Regions from separate parts of the Mus musculus genome. Here region 2 is linked to region 1. Evidence: chromatin contacts called from public Micro-C data. All regions are on one chromosome and are shown on one strand. Each heading gives the region's core, a stretch centred on a gene start, on an enhancer-like site or on the middle of the called end of the contact. The rest is flanking DNA. Distances are from core to core; before and after follow the strand shown.

What was found. A called contact is a pair of places that touch in the nucleus more often than the background predicts.
Region 2: a Micro-C map of the G1E-ER4 cell line shows a contact between it and region 1. The contact joins two enhancer-like sites. A contact is called at or near these places in 1 of 15 datasets of contacts at CTCF or cohesin (embryonic stem cells), 15 of 484 Hi-C or Micro-C datasets (B cells, the G1E-ER4 cell line, cerebellum and 2 more), 1 of 115 datasets of contacts at active chromatin or transcription factors (embryonic stem cells) and 1 of 9 other capture datasets (embryonic stem cells).

The regions. Positions count from the first base shown.
Region 1 is chr8:122,262,463-122,266,344 of GRCm38.p6, reverse strand. It overlaps Zfp469 (zinc finger protein 469), which reads right to left. Exons shown (of 3, transcript NM_001362883.1): 3 at 1-3,882. Among named protein-coding and RNA genes, the nearest start is that of Zfpm1, 18 kb to the left of the region's middle. Within about 2 kb of position 1,939, at least 25 of the 459 cell types and tissues checked have an H3K27ac peak or open chromatin away from gene starts, as enhancers often do. A contact at or near this core is called in the G1E-ER4 cell line, where this site is marked.
Region 2 is chr8:122,829,106-122,832,544 of GRCm38.p6, reverse strand. Gm35466 (a long non-coding RNA gene) reads right to left here. Exons shown (of 3, transcript XR_388150.3): 1 at 3,362-3,439. Among named protein-coding and RNA genes, the nearest start is that of Gm35466, 7.4 kb to the right of the region's middle. Within about 2 kb of position 1,959, at least 33 of the 459 cell types and tissues checked have an H3K27ac peak or open chromatin away from gene starts, as enhancers often do. A contact at or near this core is called in the G1E-ER4 cell line, where this site is marked.

The sequences.
Region 1 (3,882 bases), core at 690-3,189:
ACTGCGATGCCCTTGGGGCTGTTCCTCTCTAGTAATACAGGGGCCGAGAAACTGATGGAGCCAAGTGAGCCTACGGGAGGGTCCTTGGGACTGCTGGTCCCCAGCAGAGAGTGCTGGGATAAAGGCTCTTCAGGGCCACAGCAGCTTGTCACCAATAGTGTAGGGGATGCTGGGGGTTCAGCCTCTTTGGTGGTTAGGCCATAACTGGCACCCAGAGGTACCAAGACAGGACAGGTTGGCTGATCATCGGGGCTGGGTAGGTCTCTGTAGGAGGAAGGTGCTAGTGGCTTACTAGGCTTGACTCTGGTCTCAGGGTCTTCCTGGGGCATCGGCTCAAGGTCACTGGGAGTAGGTGTGGCTTGAGGCCTGGTGGAGAAGACACATGCGGCCAGGTCTCTATTGGAGGGAGCGGGATTCTCCTGGCTAAACAATGGCTGTGGGCTGGCGGCCTTCTCTGGGCTTCTCTCTGCAGGCTCCTTCTGGAGAGGGCAAGCCTTCTGGATTGGAAGCAAGGATGTGCTATCAGGGTCGGTGGGGCTGGTGGAGAACAGTGCTTGTCTCCTAAGGCCCCGGGCTGCTCTGTTCCCCTGGCGTGGCCTTCTGCCCCTGGCCGGCCTAGCTTCCAAATGGGCACTGACCTTGTTGAGTGCATCTGGGTCCTCCAGGCTCCTCCAGCTTTTTGGCTGGAGTCTGTTGGCTTGACCCTGGCCCTTGATCTTTTCAGGTTGACTAGGCGAGCCAAGACGTCCATCTGCCTTGGACCTCAGCTGCTTCTGGATGTTTGCAGGAAGAGCTGACACGTTTACAGCCCTTGAGGAGTCCTCTTTCATACGGGCCCCTCCTGTCACTGAGGGGTCCCCAGACTGAAGGCCCTGGGCGTTCTCTCTGCTCTTGGCTGTAGCATCCAGGACCTGACGCAGAGGAAAGGAACAGCAGGCTGGGTCCTGGCGCCTCTGTCCAATGCTGGCACTGGGCTCCCAGGGAGGATCTGGCACGGGATGAGACCAAGCCCTACCACCACTTTGAAGGGTGGATTGTGGAGAGGTCCCTGCAGGTGCAGACGCCCCCTTAAAGTCCAGGTCCTTGGCAATAGGCTTGTTAAGCACAGCTCCTATAGAACTCCCTGCCTGGTCTTCAGAGTGACCCTTAGAGCCATGGCTGAGACTGGCACTTGGAAGGGAGGTGACTTCCTCATCACCCTTAAGTATCAAGTTGGGTTCTAGGGCCGGGTGGGCACTGGGGCTGTTGAATCCTTCCAGTGCAGGGGAAGTTGGGCAGGGCTCCTGGGCCTCACAGAATGGGTCTAGAGAATGTCCTCTTGTGTGTTTACCAGGAAGCAGCGGTGGGGCATTCGAGTTCTGGGTCCCAGGGGCTTCATTATTTTTAGGAAACAAAAGCCCATGCTTCGGGCTGTCCTTGGCTAAACTCCCAGCATGCAGCAAGGCCACCTGTTGGTTGCTGGAGTCAGGCAGGCGGTCACTTAGGGGGATCTGACTGTCTGCGTCGGGGATAATGGTCTCCCGAGTTCTCTGAAGACCGAGTGTGAATCCTTCCAGGCTGAGGGGAGCCCCGCATCCTGGGTTCTCCTGGATACCACAGGGAGGTGCTGCTTTTTCTGTGTGGCAGGAAGCTGGGTAGGGCCACTGTTTCTGGGGGTTCTTCAGGGCCCTTTCCTGATGTGAACTTGATCCCTCAAGACCTGTAATGTCTTCTGCTGGCTCCCTCTGGGCTGAGGTGGCTGGATTTGTGGGTAGAAGGGAGGCCTGCTTTGGGCTTGTGTCCATCTTGCCTTCCTGTGTAGCTTCCTCCGGTTCTCCCGAGGTGCCCACTGTGCTCCCTTCCCCCTGCAGTTGGCTTTCTAATTCAGTCACCAATCTTTTGATCTCCAGTTCGTCCTCACACAGATTGCTACATTCACTTCCCTTTTCAGGCACAGCGGGAGGGCGGGGAGGCACCGTCTGTTCCGAGGGACACTGCTTGCTGACTGTCTTTCCCTTGGAGAGACCAGGAAAGGAGCCAGGCAGCACCGGAGAAATTTCCTCCAGCAGCAAGAATGGCGGGTACAGAGGATCTGCCAGAGGTTTCTTAGGGAGAGGGTCAGGACCTGCCAGTGGTCCGTGGGTGACCCTGTTTGCTGACAAGTTGTCATAGAGTGGTGGGTCAAATCCGTCCTCAGGCAGCCCTGCAAACAGGGATGTGGACTCTAAGGTCAGTGGCGAATGCACCTTCCCTGGGTCTGTTTCAACTGGGTAGGGTGGACTCTTGGATGGTGTTGACTCAAGGGTCTCCATACTGTCCTGGCTAAGGTAGCAGCTTCGGGCAGGCAACGGGTCCATAGCTAAAGGCTTGGTGTACAGATCGTCAGGGAAACAGTAGGCTAGGTCCTTGGATCCAAGGAACAATTCACAGGTGTCACTGTTAGGCAGGGATCCTCTTTTGGCAGCTGGACACTCTAGAGAGCGCCTGTCACAGTGGTCAGGGTCACAACCAGGACTCGAGTTCTTGAAAACCGGGAGGCTGGATTCAGTGTAGAACATGTCTGCCAGCTTATCGATGGGTACCAGGCACCTTCCAGGCTGGGAGGCAGAGTCCTCTCTGGTATGCAAAGTCGGGGGCTTCATGCATCCAGAAGTGCCCAGAAGACAGCCTGCATCTGGTACTGGCACGCTGTTTCCCGATAGTGTTTCAGGGTGGCTCCCTGATGGACTGCCAGCCCGTGCTGGCACTGGAGCAGCGGGTCTGGGGCTTTCCCCACCACAGTGAGCTGGAGAACTGGGTCTCTCTCTGAGCTCAGTGGTATCAGCAGCAACTTCAGGCTTCTCGCCCTCCTGGGGGAAGTCCAGGGCTGCATGGTTTTTCTCCTGGGTCTTGGTGGTGGCGAGGACCCGGGGAGGATGTTTTGGGGCTATTATGGGATGGCCACGATGCTCAAGTCCTCTTTCCACAGAGACTTCTCCAGCTTCCGAACTCGGCAACAGGCTTTGAGTCCTTGGAGTGGGAGAGCCCCCATTTTCACCAGCCTCCTGCCGCATGACCTTCCTTGGGTTCTGGGTCAAATCTTCTTTCTTCCTCTTCTTGCCCTGGCGCCACCGTTGGCGGCTGTGGGGGGAACAGCCTTGGGCAGGACCCCCCAAATCCCGCCGCTGCTGCATACCAGCCTCTTCCTCAGATTCAGAGGCACAGCCTTGCCCGCTGAGCCTGCCCTCCTGGGTGCTAGGTGGTCTTCCAGGCAGCGGGGGGACATGGGAGACTTGGTTCCGTGGTGCCTGCTGCCCGTGGCGCCTGTTTTTCTGCCGCACTATCTTGTGGATGAGTTCCTTGCTCCAGGAGCCGCCCCGCCCCCTCCTCTTCCTGGAGTCCTTCCCAGAGGGCAGCTGCAGGTGCTTGGAGCTCCTCGTCTCTTTGGAGGTGGCTCTGGAGATGCTGTGATCTGCACGAGCGTGGCCCTTGCGAGTCTGACTTTTGCGAGCCTGGGGCCGGGGATGCTCTGCACTGTGACCCTTCTTTCTTGGCCTCAGGCAGATGGCTTTGGCCTGACTGTTAGTACCCTTGGCCATACCGGGCTCTTTCCGAAACAACTTGAATTGCTTCCCTCTCCTCTGCTGCCTGACCAGGGTGGTCGCATCTGCCTGTACAGATGCAAGGCCCAGGGAACGGGTTTTGGGCCTGTTTCGGGCTGGGTGGCTCCTGTTTCCAGTGCAGGGGGCTTGGGGTTCTGGCACAGCAGCTTTGGATGGGAGCTGGGGCTGGGTACCATTCTTGGAAATTGATCCCACCTGATTGTTGAGGGGATGCCCAGTGCTGGGCCCCCTGGAGCCTGAAGGCTCCTCATCAGCAAAGACATCAATGAAGCTGCTGTCTATCTCAGGATTATCTGATTGG
Region 2 (3,439 bases), core at 710-3,209, 570 kb before region 1:
TTCTGATGACCCTTTGGGCCCCTAGGGCAACGAGTTGCTATTCTAGCTCTTAAACGTGGCTTAAAGTGAGCCTGTCTTCCTAGGGGTGGTCCACAACCAGGTGACTGACCTCTATCCACTAGAACGTTAGCTCCCCATTCAGGCCAGAAATCCTACTCTCTTGACCTTTTTCTCTTTGTAGGCCCTCACTGCTTCTGCAGTACTTATTACCCCCTCTAAAGAGGTGACCCTGGAATCACTTAGGAACCAGATCATTTAGGAACCTCCAAACACTTCTGCCATCTCTGGCCTCTGGCAAGAATGAGGCTGTCAAGAGATCCGAGGACACCTCTGGCAGAGAGATAAACTGGTTACTTTTCTTTGGAGTCTTTTTTTTTTTTTCTCCCCCAAGACAGAGTTTCTCTGGATAGTCTTGCGCTGTTCTGGAACTCACTCTGTAGACCAGGCTGGCCTTGAACTCACAGAGATCCACCCGCTTTTGCCTCCTGAGTGCTGGTACTAAAGGCATGTGCCAGCATTGCCCATTCTTTGGAGTTTTTTCATCACCCCTACTCCTGTCAAGAACTGCCAGAAGGAATTGAGGGAACGCCCACTCTGGCTTCTTCCAGCCGACCAGAGGGCACCAGGTGCAGAAACACCTCTGCAGTGGGCCAACCTCAACCTTAAAATACTCTATCCATTGATTTTATCTGAATGGGTGTTTTGCCTGCATGCCTGTGGCTGGCCTTTAGAGTGACAAGCCCAGCACCTGCATTCAGACCCATCAATAGCCGTGGGGTGGCTGGCATCAAAGTGGAGTCCCTCCACGGTGGCATCTGAAGACTCTCTCCCCATCAGCCTGGCCCTGGTAGGGCCACCTTTCTAGGGCTTGGCCTGTTGGTATCCTGCTTCTGTGATTGGTTCCTGCCTCTTTGGTGCCATGCTGGCTCCTGTGGCAACCCCAGGTGTGTGCCCCCTAGGAATACCGTGTGACCCTCCCTGTCCTGGGCTCCGAGGTCCACAGTGGCTTCCCAGGCAGGCAGTGAGAAGGGTCAGCAGTTTCAGTCCAGGTGAGCTAGGACGAGTCTGGGCAGTTAGACACTGTGCTCTGCCACATGTGTCTCCCTTGGGGAGAACCCAGTTTTATCTCCTTTATGCTCTACACCACAGACAAATCTCACTCGAGTTATTCCCCTATAAATCTTCTATATAAGTCCATGTTCCTGTAAAGGGGGGAGGTATGGGGACAAGCATGGGAAGGGCGGGAGGAAGGAAAGGAAGAACAGAATAGCCACGAGGGCCATCCTGGAGAAGGCCAGCCTGGGCTACACAGTGAGACCTTGTCTCATCCCTTCCCCAATATAATTAACCAATTAATTAAAAATGCACTGGGTCTGAAGGGGTCGTATAGGAAGCTACTCAAGAGGCAGAGACAGGAGGATTACTAGCCTGGGCAACTTAGATACTGTGTCAAATTAAACTAACAAAGGGCTGGGGCCTTGTCAGTGGTAGAGAAGACTAGCCCAGTGCACATGAGACCCTGGGTTCACCAGCAGGAAAAAAAAGTGTGGAACATTTCAGATCTACACACAGAGAGGCTGGGTGGAACAGGCAGGAACCAGTAGACTGGCTGCTGCTACCCCTGCAGGCTCCTGTGTCCCCGAGGGCTGCCAGTCCCAGTGCCACAGGGGCTAGGACAGGTTGCTGGGATGTTGGCTTCGGAGCTCCAAACCTCTGGCTTTGCGTATAATCACCGTCTCCCCAGCTCTGGTACCGGCTGAATAAGCCCTCCCACCAGATGGGGCACCTATGCAGTCAGAGCCCAGCCTTGAGCTTGCTTGGCTTCCCGTGTGCCCTAGCTGGGGCCAGAAAAGTCCACAAATTATAACTGGCTTCTTCACTCAGTATCTGCTCAGGAGACAGCCTCAACTCAGAGGTTCCTGCCATGCCCACTAGCAGCAGCAGGGGGCAGTGTGGCTCCAGGGACACAGTAGAGGAAGTATCTGGTCCTGTGGCTTCCCCTGTCATTAGACCAGGGCTGAGCGGTTGGGGATGGGCTCTTTCATGTGCTGTCTCCACCTGAGTCACACTTGCCCCCCTAAGTTTCAGGCACGGAGGCCCCACATCTGCCCTGTGGCCCTTGCTTATGGATCTGCCTAACCTGATCTTCCTGCTCCATCAGCTCCAGTCCAGAGTCTTTCTTCTGACACAGGTAACCTGGCCGTGTAGGTCAGTCCCCTGTCTTACTGTGATCTAACTGTAATGTGGCAGGGTGTGTGTGTGTGTGTGTGTGTGTGTGTGTGTGAGAGAGAGAGAGAGAGAGAGAGAGAGGGAGAGAGAGAGAGAGAGAGAAAGAGAGAGAGAGAGAGAGAGAGAGAGAGAGAGAGAGAGAATGAGAGATCTGGAAGCCAGTACAGGCAAGCAAACAAACCATGAGCCAGGTCAGAGGTGTCTGGTGAGCAGGGTTAGCCTCCAAAGAGACACAGGTTTTTGTTTTGTTTTGTTGGGGTGGCGGGGGTGGCACACTTTCCCTGTGTAGCCCTGGCTGTCCTGGAATGCTCTCTGTAGACCAGGTTGGCCTCAAATTCACAGAGATCCTCCTGCCTCTGCTTCTGGGTGGTTGGACTAAAGGTGTGTGCCACTACCACTTGGCTAAGGGACATAGTTTTGTTTGTTTGTTTGTTTGTTTGTTTTTCGAGACAGGGTTCCTCTGTGTAGCCCTGGCTGTCCTGGAACTCACTCTGTAGACCAGGCTGGCCTCCAACTCAGAAATCCACCTGCCTCTGCCTCCCAAGTGCTGAGACTAAAGGTGTGCACTACCACTGCCCCTCGGGACATAGTTTTATGGTGTTTTTCCTTTGGACCTCCAGGCTGTGTTTCATGGGAAAGTGATCACCAGGAGAGGCGGCTGCCTCTTCATCTCCACCCCTTCCAGCTGTGGCCTGTGGGAGCTGAGCTTGGGTGAGAAACCAGGTCAGCCTCCCTGGGGACAGGTGAGTCATCTTAGACCAGATCCAGAAAGGCAGATGGGAGGTGGGTGGCTTCTTCCCAGCAAGCAGAGCCAGGGGCTGTGAGTCTGGCCCTTAGCAGAGGGGGCCTGCCTCACTTCACAAAAGCCCCTCCCCAGCGAACTACAGGTCTCACTGATGCACAGCTGTGTAGTGGTGGGGCCATTTCAACTTGGAGTGCCTGCCCACTATCCTCACTCCAGGGCCTTCCCTCCCTTATAGCCACTCTGTCCTTCATCCCCTCAGTCTCATGCTGGGGTCAAGGAAGAGAGGGAGAGGACAGGGGTGCAGAGGGCAGGGGTGCAGGGGTGCAGAGGGCAGGGTTGCAGAGGGCAGGGGTGCAGAAGGCAGGGGTGCAGAAGGCAGGTACTTACCCACACCCCTTGGTTTAGCCGGAATTGGTTCTGGTGACTTCCTGGGAGAAGACAGGGTGAGCTGAGAGCCTTGAGTCA